Linked DNA regions of Pan troglodytes: region 1 is linked to region 2. The links are chromatin contacts, called in public capture Hi-C maps. All regions are on one chromosome and are shown on one strand. The core of a region is the stretch at or near the end of the contact, and the rest is flanking DNA. Distances in the headings are between cores, read along the strand shown.

The links. Capture Hi-C pulls out chosen DNA fragments and counts their contacts.
Region 1: a capture Hi-C map of stem cell-derived neural stem cells shows a contact between it and region 2, with 2.3 times the contacts expected there. The contact joins two enhancer-like sites. A contact is called at or near these places in 3 of 7 Hi-C or Micro-C datasets (blood and induced pluripotent stem cells) and 1 of 1 other capture datasets (stem cell-derived neural stem cells).

Annotation. Positions count from the first base shown.
Region 1 is chr4:151,852,584-151,858,004 of NHGRI_mPanTro3-v2.0_pri, forward strand. All of the region lies in intron 2 of GALNT10 (polypeptide N-acetylgalactosaminyltransferase 10), which reads left to right. Among named protein-coding and RNA genes, the nearest start is that of GALNT10, 67 kb to the left of the region's middle. Within about 2 kb of position 1,413, at least 2 of the 24 cell types and tissues checked have an H3K27ac peak or open chromatin away from gene starts, as enhancers often do. A contact at or near this core is called in stem cell-derived neural stem cells, where this site is marked.
Region 2 is chr4:151,770,161-151,775,633 of NHGRI_mPanTro3-v2.0_pri, forward strand. No RefSeq gene overlaps it. Among named protein-coding and RNA genes, the nearest start is that of GALNT10, 15 kb to the right of the region's middle. Within about 2 kb of position 2,826, at least 1 of the 24 cell types and tissues checked has an H3K27ac peak or open chromatin away from gene starts, as enhancers often do. A contact at or near this core is called in stem cell-derived neural stem cells, where this site is marked.

The DNA.
Region 1 (5,421 bases), core at 163-2,662, 81 kb after region 2:
ATTCTCAGCCCCTTCCTGCCTTAACAACCCAAGTTCCTGACTCTGGGAGGTCTCTAGAAGGTAAGAGTCATATTTTATTTGACTTAGCATGTAGTAGCTAGAAGATGAGCATCATATTTTATTTGACTTCGTATGTAGTAGCTTCTTTGATCAATCCTGGGGAATGTGTTCCTGAAAATATGGACTGGGGAATAGATGGATTGGGGTACGAGAGAGAGAAGGATTAAGTTCCACCTTCTGATCATCCTTGCTGCTTCCACCTTCTGAAATTAATGCAGAATATATCTATAAAAGTGACTTGTCTCAGTGAATTACAGTCAATGTTTCAATTTCTTGAGCTTTTTTTTTTTTTTTTGGATTCTGAGAAACTTTAAAAGAATAGTATATGCCAAATTACCATGTATCCGCCGTGTAAAAATAACCAAAAAAAAGGTCAGATTTCTTTTTTTTTAATAAAATAAGCAATATGTCACTCATCTGAAGATGAAATCCCCTGATTCCCATTCCAGGTTTCATTTCCTCCTCACCTCATCCCCCAGGAACCTCAGATATAAATTTTGATAATTTCTGCCTAATCTGTTTTTATACTTATAAGTATCCATTAAATACATGTATCATGAACAAATAAAAATAACAAAAGTAGTTTATATAAATGGTATCACACTGTACCTATTATTCTGCTGCCTGCTTTTCTCCTCTTTATGCTGTGCCACTGAGAGCCCTTTAAAACTTAAGAATCATGTCTTCTCTAATCACTACATCCCTGGTTGCCTTGTACATTCCAAATGCTTAATAAATGAGAAAGGAAAGAAGGAAGGAAGGGAGGAGGGAGGGAGGAAAGAAGGAAGAGAGAGATGAGGGAAAAAAGTAGGGAGGAGGGAAGAAAGGAGGGAAGAAGGAGAAAAGGAAGGGTGGAAGGAAGCCCAGCCAACAGGGTCAGTCTTTCCCATCAAAACTTCTTGTGTGGCTCCCAATTAGAACGGAGGGTAATTACAAACGTATAAGTCCTCCATGCTATGATTTCCCTGATTCTGAGAACTGTTCACATCCCATTAGAGCAGACAGCCTCTCTATCCTGCGATCTGCTCCAGGGAAGTCCCAGGCATGACTGCAAGAAGTTCCAGGCCACACAGCCGCCTAATGTGCTTAGCTCAACTGTGGCTCAACTCTCGCTGGTCATAAATCAACCAGGCAAGGCTGAAGCCTGCATTACTCTCTATCTCTCAAAACCCCTCAAGGATTTGGGGAATTAGCTGCCAGTTCAAACACTTGTCTGCCCTCCTTTCCGTCTCCCACTCCATCTTTGTCTCTGTCAACCACAGAGTGCCTCTCAGTGCCTGTCTCTGCCTCTCTCTGGGCATCTTTCTCACTGAGCATCTCTCTGTCTCTGGTTCAAAATTATGCCTCTGTCTGCCTCTCTTCAGCCCCTGCGTCTACCTTCCTGCACTCCCGCTTCCCTCCCCTGAGCCTTGCTGCAGCCATAGATCCAGGATCCCAGCTGGGTCATAGATCTCTTCGTTACTGCTGTTCTTTCCCTCTTGCTTTTAAGAATGCTTTTTATGGTGGCTTCTAGCACAAACAGCTGTTGGAACTTGTTTGAAAAAACCTCCGGGAACAGATGCTCTGGCAGCCCTTCAGATTCTTCTTTCCTCTGCAATCTGAGATGAGTTGGGGAAGAAATTCATTCATTCATTAACCCATTAAACAAATATTTATTGAGCTCCTATTATGTGCCTATCACTGAAGTAGCTGTTGAGACCAGGTAAAACAGCCCTTACAGAGTTTACAGTCTAATGAGGGGAGGCAGATTAAATCTAATAATCACTAAAATATGTAATATCAAACAGTGATCAATACTATGAAAAAAATGATCCACAGGTCCACAGTGCTCTAATAATAATTGTTAATGTCTATTAAATGTTTATTATATACTTGACTCTATTCTAACCATTTCACATACATTTATTTTAACAAAGACTTCCAACATCCTATTTTACACATGATGAAACAGAGGAACAGAGTGGTTAAGCAACTTGCTTATGAGCACACAGCTTGTGGTTAGGGGAGCCAAGATTTGAACACAACATGGGGGTTGGGGGAGCAAGAGTAGGAAAGCCTTTCCTGAGCTCAGTTTCCTCCACATATGAATAGAATTTTCTTTTCCAAGATCATGTAGAGACTAGGAGGCAGAAACAGGACCAGGGTCTGGCCTTCTGAATCCCAAACTCATCTGGTTCTAAAGGCAAATAGGCTGGAGTATAAGCACTGGCTCTGCTGCTAAGCCCCGTGAGATTTTGTGGAAAAGTAAGTGGAGCATGGGGGTGGGGAGATGGTAGGATTAGAGACTTCCTGCTAAAATGGGTATGTGGGAGCTGGAGCACCCTAAGCTCCTGGAAGGAAGGACTGTGTTGTGTTCTCCGTTGCGTCCCCACCACGTAACACAGCAGCACTTAGCAGGTGCTTGGTCTTTATTTATTGAAAAATGAATGAATGGATATGTTGAATTAAATGTAAGTGAATTAAGTGAAAAGGATGAAACAGATGGAAGCTTCATGTTTCTTCCAAGCTAGGGGTTTATGATTCCGGTAACTTCATTTCTTTCTCCTCTCACTAACACTAGCCAACAGTGCAGAGATATTCTGCCAGGTATCTGGATCTGTTTCTCTCTTTTCTTTTCAGTCTGCATATCCAAAATGTTTTCCTGCTGTTGCACAAAACTCCCTTTCAAAATTTTTTCAGTTTTTGCTGATTCAATTAAGAGCTTAGTTTAATCTCAAAACTTTACCCCTTCTTAAGTCCCTTTTGATAAAACAGTCCCCAGGGTACATCTTTGAAGCCTCTTCATGAGTTTTGGAGCTGAGTAAAATGCCGACCACTTACAGGATAATTACATTGGAGCAGACACATTGTTCCTAGAATCTGTTTCCCAATCTCAGTAAACAGAGCCTGGTCCTTTTTATGTTGTAATAAGCACTACCTTCTTCATTTTCCTCTCATCTGGAGAGCTGCCTGTGAGTTATTTCATCTCTGGTCCAGGGAAGAGGAAAGGAATGGTTGAGAGAACATCTTCCACAGGGAATTTGGCTAGGAGGGGTCTTTTGGATGGGAGGGTGACATTTGGCGGATTCTGTCACATTCTCAATGATTCTCTTTAGAACAGTGTCTGGCATGTAACTGTAATAATTATTATTACTATTATTGTTATTATTGACATGCAAAGCACCTTTACATTCATGCTTACATTTGATCACGTAAGGTACCATATTCAAAGATTCCAGAGATTAGGATGTAGACATATTTGGGGGACCATTATTTTGCCTACTACAAATTAAAAAATAGGTATTATTATTATCCCCGCCCTCCATCTTTTTTTTTTTTTTTTTTGAGCCGGAGCCTCGCTCTGTTGCCCAGGCTGGAATGCAGTGGTGCAATCTCTGCTCTCTGCAACCTCCGCCTCCCAGGTTCAAGTGATTCTCCTGCCTCAGCCTCCCGAAGAGCTGGGATTACAGTCACATGCCACCACACACGGCTAATTTTTGTATTTTTAGTAGAGACAGGATTTCACCATGTTGGCCAGGCTGGTCTCAAACTCCTGACCTCAAGTGATCCACCCTCCTCAACCTCTCAAAGTGCTGGGATTACAAGTGTGAGCCACACTCCCAGCTATTATTATCTCTATTTTATAAAGAGAAAAGCTAAGGCTTAGAAAAGTTACAGCATCCCTTTTGATAACTAGTAAGAGCCAAAGCCTTGACTCATTACCAGGGGGTCTGATCCAGTGTCTACATTCATTGCGTTATTCTCCCCTCCAACCCACTTATGGATTTTAGGTCACACAGACCTGGGCAAGTCACTTAACCACCCTGTGCCTCATTTTTGTCGTCTGTAAAATGGAACTAGTAATTTTATGCTTATGAACATTTGAGGTTACGCATGTGGTGTTCTTAGCACTGTGTCTGGCTCATGGGAGGTGCTCAACAGATGGCCACCATTCTTAAAAGTGTCATTTGAAGAGCAAAAATGGCAGGTGCCTAAAGAGATAGATTCAATGCCCTTAAATGAGGATGGGGGTTGGTCCAAGGAGGAAATGTTCACTTTAGGCTCAGAGGAGTTGGGTCTCCAAGGATAGCTCTGGGGCTGGCTGTGGAGTGGGATGCTTTCTCCTGGCTTTTATAACACAGGGGAAAAGAAATCCATCCAGGTTCAGATCTGGAAGATGCCAGCCTAGGGCCAGAGAAGGCTGGGCCCTCACTGTTGATTGGTGGGGAAGTTAGCAGGTTAAAAAAAAAAAAACAACCCTTTCCGCTCCCTCCAACTACTTTCTCAGATCCTTAACAACTGGCATATCAACCCATCGACTCAAACAAATTGTTGGCCAGGGCCCGCTTTCAGAGACAGATGTACTTGCAAAGCTCCCACACACCCTAGTCTCACACCTGAGGTTTGCTTACCTCCTGTGCCCTGCTGAGCTGCTTTGCTGCAGGGGATCTGACTACAGAAGGACAGCAGGATTTATCACTGTCCTAACTTACCCATTTGTCTCCCGCCCAGAGGGTCCTGACAGGGGAGTTTCCAGGGACCTTGCTGAAGGCTGCTCAAGTTCTTGACAGAGACACATGGCAGCGATTACATGCGACGTTAGGCACAGTTACTGCGAGACGCGCCTGCTCCAAGTCCCCTCTTGAGCAGTCTCAAGCTGACTCTACAGCCTCCTTTGCTTCCAACTCTTTTTAAAAATTATTTATGCGGGCGTGGGGAAGGAATGGGGAGGGGTGCACAGAAGGCTGGAGGCAGGACTCTTCCCCAGAGGCCGGGGCGGGGGGAAACCCCTCTGTTGACACAATTAGATGGGGCAGCTTGAAATGCTCTTCTTTGTCACCAGCTTTCTGTCCTAGGACACAAAAGTGTTTATTCCATTTTCTCAAACATGAGACTTGAACCAAAAATCTCTGAAGAGACAAAGCGTTTCCTGAGAGATAAAGGAAAAAGAAGATGGAATCATAGAAATTTTCAAGGTCATAAAATTTAACTCCTGAACTAAAGTTTCTCTCCTAGTTCTGTCAGATATTTACCTGGCATTTGCTTGCACACCTTCCTTGACAGGGGGCTCACTACTTTTCAGGGCAGCTTAATTCATTCTTATGCAGCTTTGACTCTTAGAAAATTCTATTAGGGGCTTGGCACGGTGGCTCACGCCTATAATCCCAGCACTTTGGGAGGCCGTGGGGGGTGGACCACGAGGTCAGGAGTTCAAGACCAGCCTGACCAAGATGTGTAACCCCATCTCTACTAAAACTACAAAAATTAGCCAGGCGCGGTGGCAGGCACCTCTAATCCCAGCTATTTGGGAGGCTGAGGCAGGAGAATCGCTTGAACCCGGCTGGCAGAGGTTGCAGTGAGCTGAGATTGTGCCACTGCTCT
Region 2 (5,473 bases), core at 1,576-4,075:
AAGGTTGCAACCCTGCTCTAGGGCATAATACCACTTTAAGTTTTAATAATGATAATTACAATAATACGTGGTGCTGAGTGCTTACTCTATGCTGAGTGCCGTTCTATGGCTTTATATGTATATCTTATTTGTACTTGCAATAAATCCATGATATACACAATTATTCCTATTTTATGAGTAAGGAAACAGACAGAAAGAGGTTAAATAACTTGCTGGAGATCCAGTGGCTGGTAAATGGCACAGTTGGGATTCTAACCCAAGTAGTGTCAAGTATTACATTTCCTTGGAAGTTTGCAAACACATTTTCTTTCCTGATCAACTTGACCACTCATGATATGAGAGACAATTTTAGATGGTTCATAAACACCTTATTAAGAAACATCCTCTCCTATGGTGAGAAAGCCATTCCCTTTCAAGTTCACTTTAACATGACAAATCTCTCTTTTAACAGAGAGAGTGAACAGTCTTTTCACACACAGCAGTACCTTGCTAAAATTTAACTTCTAAATTAAACTTTTAAACTTAAATTTTAAATTATATTTAAAATTTAATATATTTAAAATGTATTGCTTCATTTCATAGCATGTATTTTTTGTGGTCACCTTTTATTTGTGGAAAACAATCCTTGTTTTCTCTTCACAGCAATTTCCTTTCAAAAGGAATTTATTTAAGGATAAAAAAATACAGTCGATTCAGATATTAAGACCATGTTAATAATGGTGCCGAGGGTGTGTAAATATGACACAAATCATGACCGTGGTACAGAAATGAATGACAGAGGCCAGGCACAGTGGCTCATGCCTGTAATCCCAGCACTTTGGGAGGCTGAGGCGGGAGGATCACTTGAGGTCAGGAGCCCAAAACCAGCCTGGCCAACATGGTGAAACCCCATCTCTATTAACAATACAAAAATTAGCCGACTGTGGTGGCGCACACTTGTAATCCCAGCTACTCGGGAGGCTGAAGCAAGAGAATTGCTTGAACTCAGGAGGCAGAGGTTGCAGTGAGCTGAGATGGTGCCACTGCACTATAACCTGGGCAACAGAGCAAGACTCCATTTCAAAAAAAGAAAAAAAAAAAAGAAATGAATGACAGAGATAGGAAGCCCTGCCCAGAGCACTGGCCCAGGAGTAAGGTGCCATAGCCCTCAGCCCAGCCAGCAGCAGTTTGGTATATGGCTGTGGACAGATCGTCCCCTCCCTGAGCTCAGATTCTCTATCTATTGAGTAAGGAGTTTAAATTAAATTATCTCTAACATTCTGTGGCATCCTAGTTTCTTCTTCTTGGCCTGGAATTTACTATACTTTAACTCAAGCCAATATTAAATTAGACGTGCTAGAGATCCACCCTTTCAAGCCCCGTAAAGACAAAGGACTCCACTGCACCCACTATGTCTTTTCCTCTTTGAGTGAGTCTATTAATTCCTATCTAGATTCCTGCCGAAAAAGGTGAGGAGATAAATGCATGTAGTGCAGGATTCAATTTGTGCTTCTTGCCTAGAAATTAAACAGGTCTGGGTTGGTCCAAGGTGTTTACAGGAGAAAGATAAGTTCCTTGACATGTCCTCATTCACAGCGATTCCACCTGGGCCCAGCAGGCCTTCTGATTGGTTTTCTCTCCCTCTGGAGGGTTCTGTGTCTGCTCACCCAGAGACAGCTGTGGCCATACCTCATGACGGCTGGGGAAAAAAAAAGAGAAGGATTTTTATGAAAAATTACAAGGTGCAGCACTGCAAATGGATGCCAAGCCTATATGAAAAGTAACCTGACTAGAAGCAGCAAGAGTGGAAAAACCCATTCTTCTCACATTTAAAAAAAGTTGTGGGGTAGAGGATGCCCAGGATAGGCCAGGTGCAATAACTTATCCTATTAATCTGCTATATTTAGTTCTTTTACCCCACATCAATCCTGAGAAGGAGTTATCATCATCATTTATTAATTTTATTACACTTTATAGTATAGATTAAGAAACTGAAATTCAAAAACATTTCATTTCTCTCATCAATACAGCCCTAATAGGTATAGGTATAATTGTTCCCTATTTTATATGTAAGGAACTTGAGATTCAGAAAGATTAATTCATGCAGCTAGTAAGGGGTAAAGCCCAGATTGGAACAGAGGTCTGACTCTCTGCAGGCCTTTTCTGTGCACTTCCTCACATGTAGCCTCAGGAAAACTTTATAGTAAGAGAAGGCAAGGGGCAAGAATTTCTCCTACATGTCAGATCATAGGGGCATGGACCTCGCTCAACATCTTCATATTTCATTCCTCATTGTGTGTCAAGAATTCCTACGTGGTCAAAACGATGCATCCTTTTTCCCCAGGCATCCACAGAGATTTGAACCATCTGTCAGCCCTTCCTAATGACAGCTGATGGAGACATCTGTGGCCAAAAGCCACCACTGCCAGCAAGGAGCAGGTTAAGAACCTGTTCTCTGTCTTGTTTAACATTCTTTCCCACAGGCTCTGCACACACTGTGAAGCAAAAGTCATCTGCAAGGCCCGAACCTCTGTCCTCAGGGAGTCCCCATCTGTAGTGGGCACTATCGATGCCCCAACCAGTGCCCCTCAGATTCCCTTTACCCCTTCTGTGATCCATCTGCCAGCTTCTGTGTGCTCCGCTCCTAATGGCTCACATCTGTGACTTTCTTCAGAGGCCTGCCCTGGGGCTGCCGAATCTGCTCTGCCCTCACTTTTAGAGAGCTGAAAGTGTTCAAAGCCAGTACTGACAAGGGCAGGACTATGGAAGCCCAGCTCTCTTGCATCAAGTCAGGGCCAGGTCTAAGGTAGAATTTTTACTCCAGAGCTCCCCATGGGATCAGGCTGGGATTGAGCCCGAAAAAGCATGCTTTGCTTGGCTTCTTCCCCGTCCTGTTCTGCTACCTCACTCCCTCACCAGTTTCTCCTCAGAGCACTCCCTTAATAAGTCACATGCAAATACAGTATCATTCCAGGATCTCCTTCTGGGGAACTTGACCTAAGACATCATTTTTCATCCATAGAAAAGCTACCTTATTTTCTATGTCCGCAGACTATCTTCACCTGAATAGACACCCCCTCCGGGCATCTCCTGAACCAGCCTCCCTGTGGAAGTTGTGTTATGGACATATATATGGTAAATGAGAGTGTCACTGTTCAAAGGTATCACCAGTCTTCTAGGCAACAATAAATTCAACCTGGTGGTGTCTCTGTCCATCTTATATATACAGCCTTTTGGATAAGAACATTTCACTACACATAATGCTGACTTTATCCCATTGCTTTAAAGAAAGAAAGAAAAGTAAGAAAATTGGGTCAAAGTTCTTCTTGTCCATCCACTTATTAACTAGGTAACCTTTGATAACTGACCTAACCTTTATTTTACTTAAAAAGGGAAAAGGAAACGGCCTTCTCTCTGATTTAAAGTCATGTGTGTCCTTCATAGAAAAATTTAGAAAACTTAGAAAAGTACAATAATCAGACACCCTCACCTCAACCAGTACTTTTTGGAAAATTTCTATCCAATCTTCCTTTTCTCTATGCAGATATTCTAAATTGTGATAGACATTAATTGTGTTCATCATCTGGTCCAGATAATTATCTGGTATGAAGAATGGCCTACCAGACCTTAAATCTGCTACTGTGGACTGTGAAGCTTCAAACTGAGATTGTGGCTACTCCACCATCTCTACCTCAATGACAACAATAATAGCAGAGTCCCCTGCCAACTCAAAATGAGCATATAGTATATGCAAGAAGCAAACTGTTGTTTCAAGCCATTGGGATTTAGTAGCTGTATTCATTTGCTAAAGGTGCTATAACAAAGTACCACAAACTGAGTGGCTTAACATCAGAAACTTATTGTCTCACAGCTCTGGAGCTTAGAAGTCCAAGATGAAAGTGTCAGCAGGGTTGGTTCCTTCAAAGGGCTGTGAGAGAGAATCTGTTCTGTGCCTTTCACCTAGCTTCTTGTAATTTGCTGGCAATTTGTGTGGCATTCTTTGGCCTGTAGAAGCATCACCCCACACTCAGCCTTCACCTTCACGTGACATTCTTTGTGTGTGTGTGTGTGTGTGTGTGTGTGTGTATACACATGCATGCATGCACATGTGTCCAAATTTCCTTATTTTATATGGACACCAGTTATATTTTATTACGGCCCACTCTAATGACCTTATTTTAACTAATTACATCTGCAACATCCCTACTCCCAAATAAGGTCATATGAGGTACTGAGCATTAGGGCTTCAACATGTGGATTTGGAGGGACACAATTCAACCCATAACAGTGGATGTTTATTACAATGGTATAGTTTAGCCTATACTGGCCAATGCAAGGGATTCTTCTTATGCTGTTTTTTGACCTCCTATTTTCACTTCATAAGGTTAAGTATTTTGCCCACAGTCACAATACCAGTAAGAGGGAAACTGGAATTCTAATCCAGGTTTTTGATTTGTTAGCCTGTTCTTTCGGCCACTCCCTGGGGTTAATCCCTTACAGTGGAGGTGCTTTGTAGTTCCCATAGTTCTCGCCGTTCCCTATTACTCTCAGACACTGAGTTTAAGTACTATCTGTCTTTAGGCTTGTCCCATTGACTTTCCTGTACACAGCCCAATTTATTCATTTACACTGCCTGTTTTCCCCCTGTGGACACTGCATTTGCAACCTTGAACTATGGTATAATTCCTTCCCTTTATTATTAAAAAGGCAACTCACACCTTTTGAATTCACTTTCCAGGTCACTAAAAGCCCTAGAGTTATTAAGACAATCTGCACAACCCTCGCCCTGTATTATACCTGTCCCTGATTCTCTGCTCCCACTTTTCAAGCACAGCCCCATGGACTAGGCCCCATCACCCATCTTGTACTTGTTTTCTGCCAAGCAAATTTTCCCTCGAAGGAGTAAACCAGGAATAAAAATACTTGATCAATTCAAGCAAATGGCTTGTCAGGAAATGGCACCTCCTCCTGTGTATATCCTTTATAAGAGATTCTCCCCATTACAAGGAACTCGATCAAATGGCATTTTCTCTCAGTCCTGATGTTCGCATTTCCCAATGCAGAGAAAAGAAGAAACCCTGCTTTGTGAAGCTTATGCCCAGGCAGCGAATCACAGAAGCTCTTCAATCACTTACTGCTTTCTCTCTCTTGCCATTCCCATTGAGCATGATGTCTTTTTCATCCCACACTGAGGGGCTTTGTGTGTGTGCTACTCCTCATTAATTTGATCACAGAGGGAAGATTTAAGATGTGATTCAAGTAAATGAGAGGTTCTCCAGAAGCTATCCACGTAGAGGCATTCTCTTCTAAGCTCTCATCCATGGCTTTGAATTCATTAGCTCGGAGTACACTGTGCCTCCAAAGAGGCACGTACACTGAGTGTACACACCCTGGAGAGCCTGACTCTGCAGACTGGCACTGAGTCACCTTCTCCTAACCCAAGTTGACAAGACACATGTTGTGTTTACTCCAATTTTCTCATTAATTTCTCTGG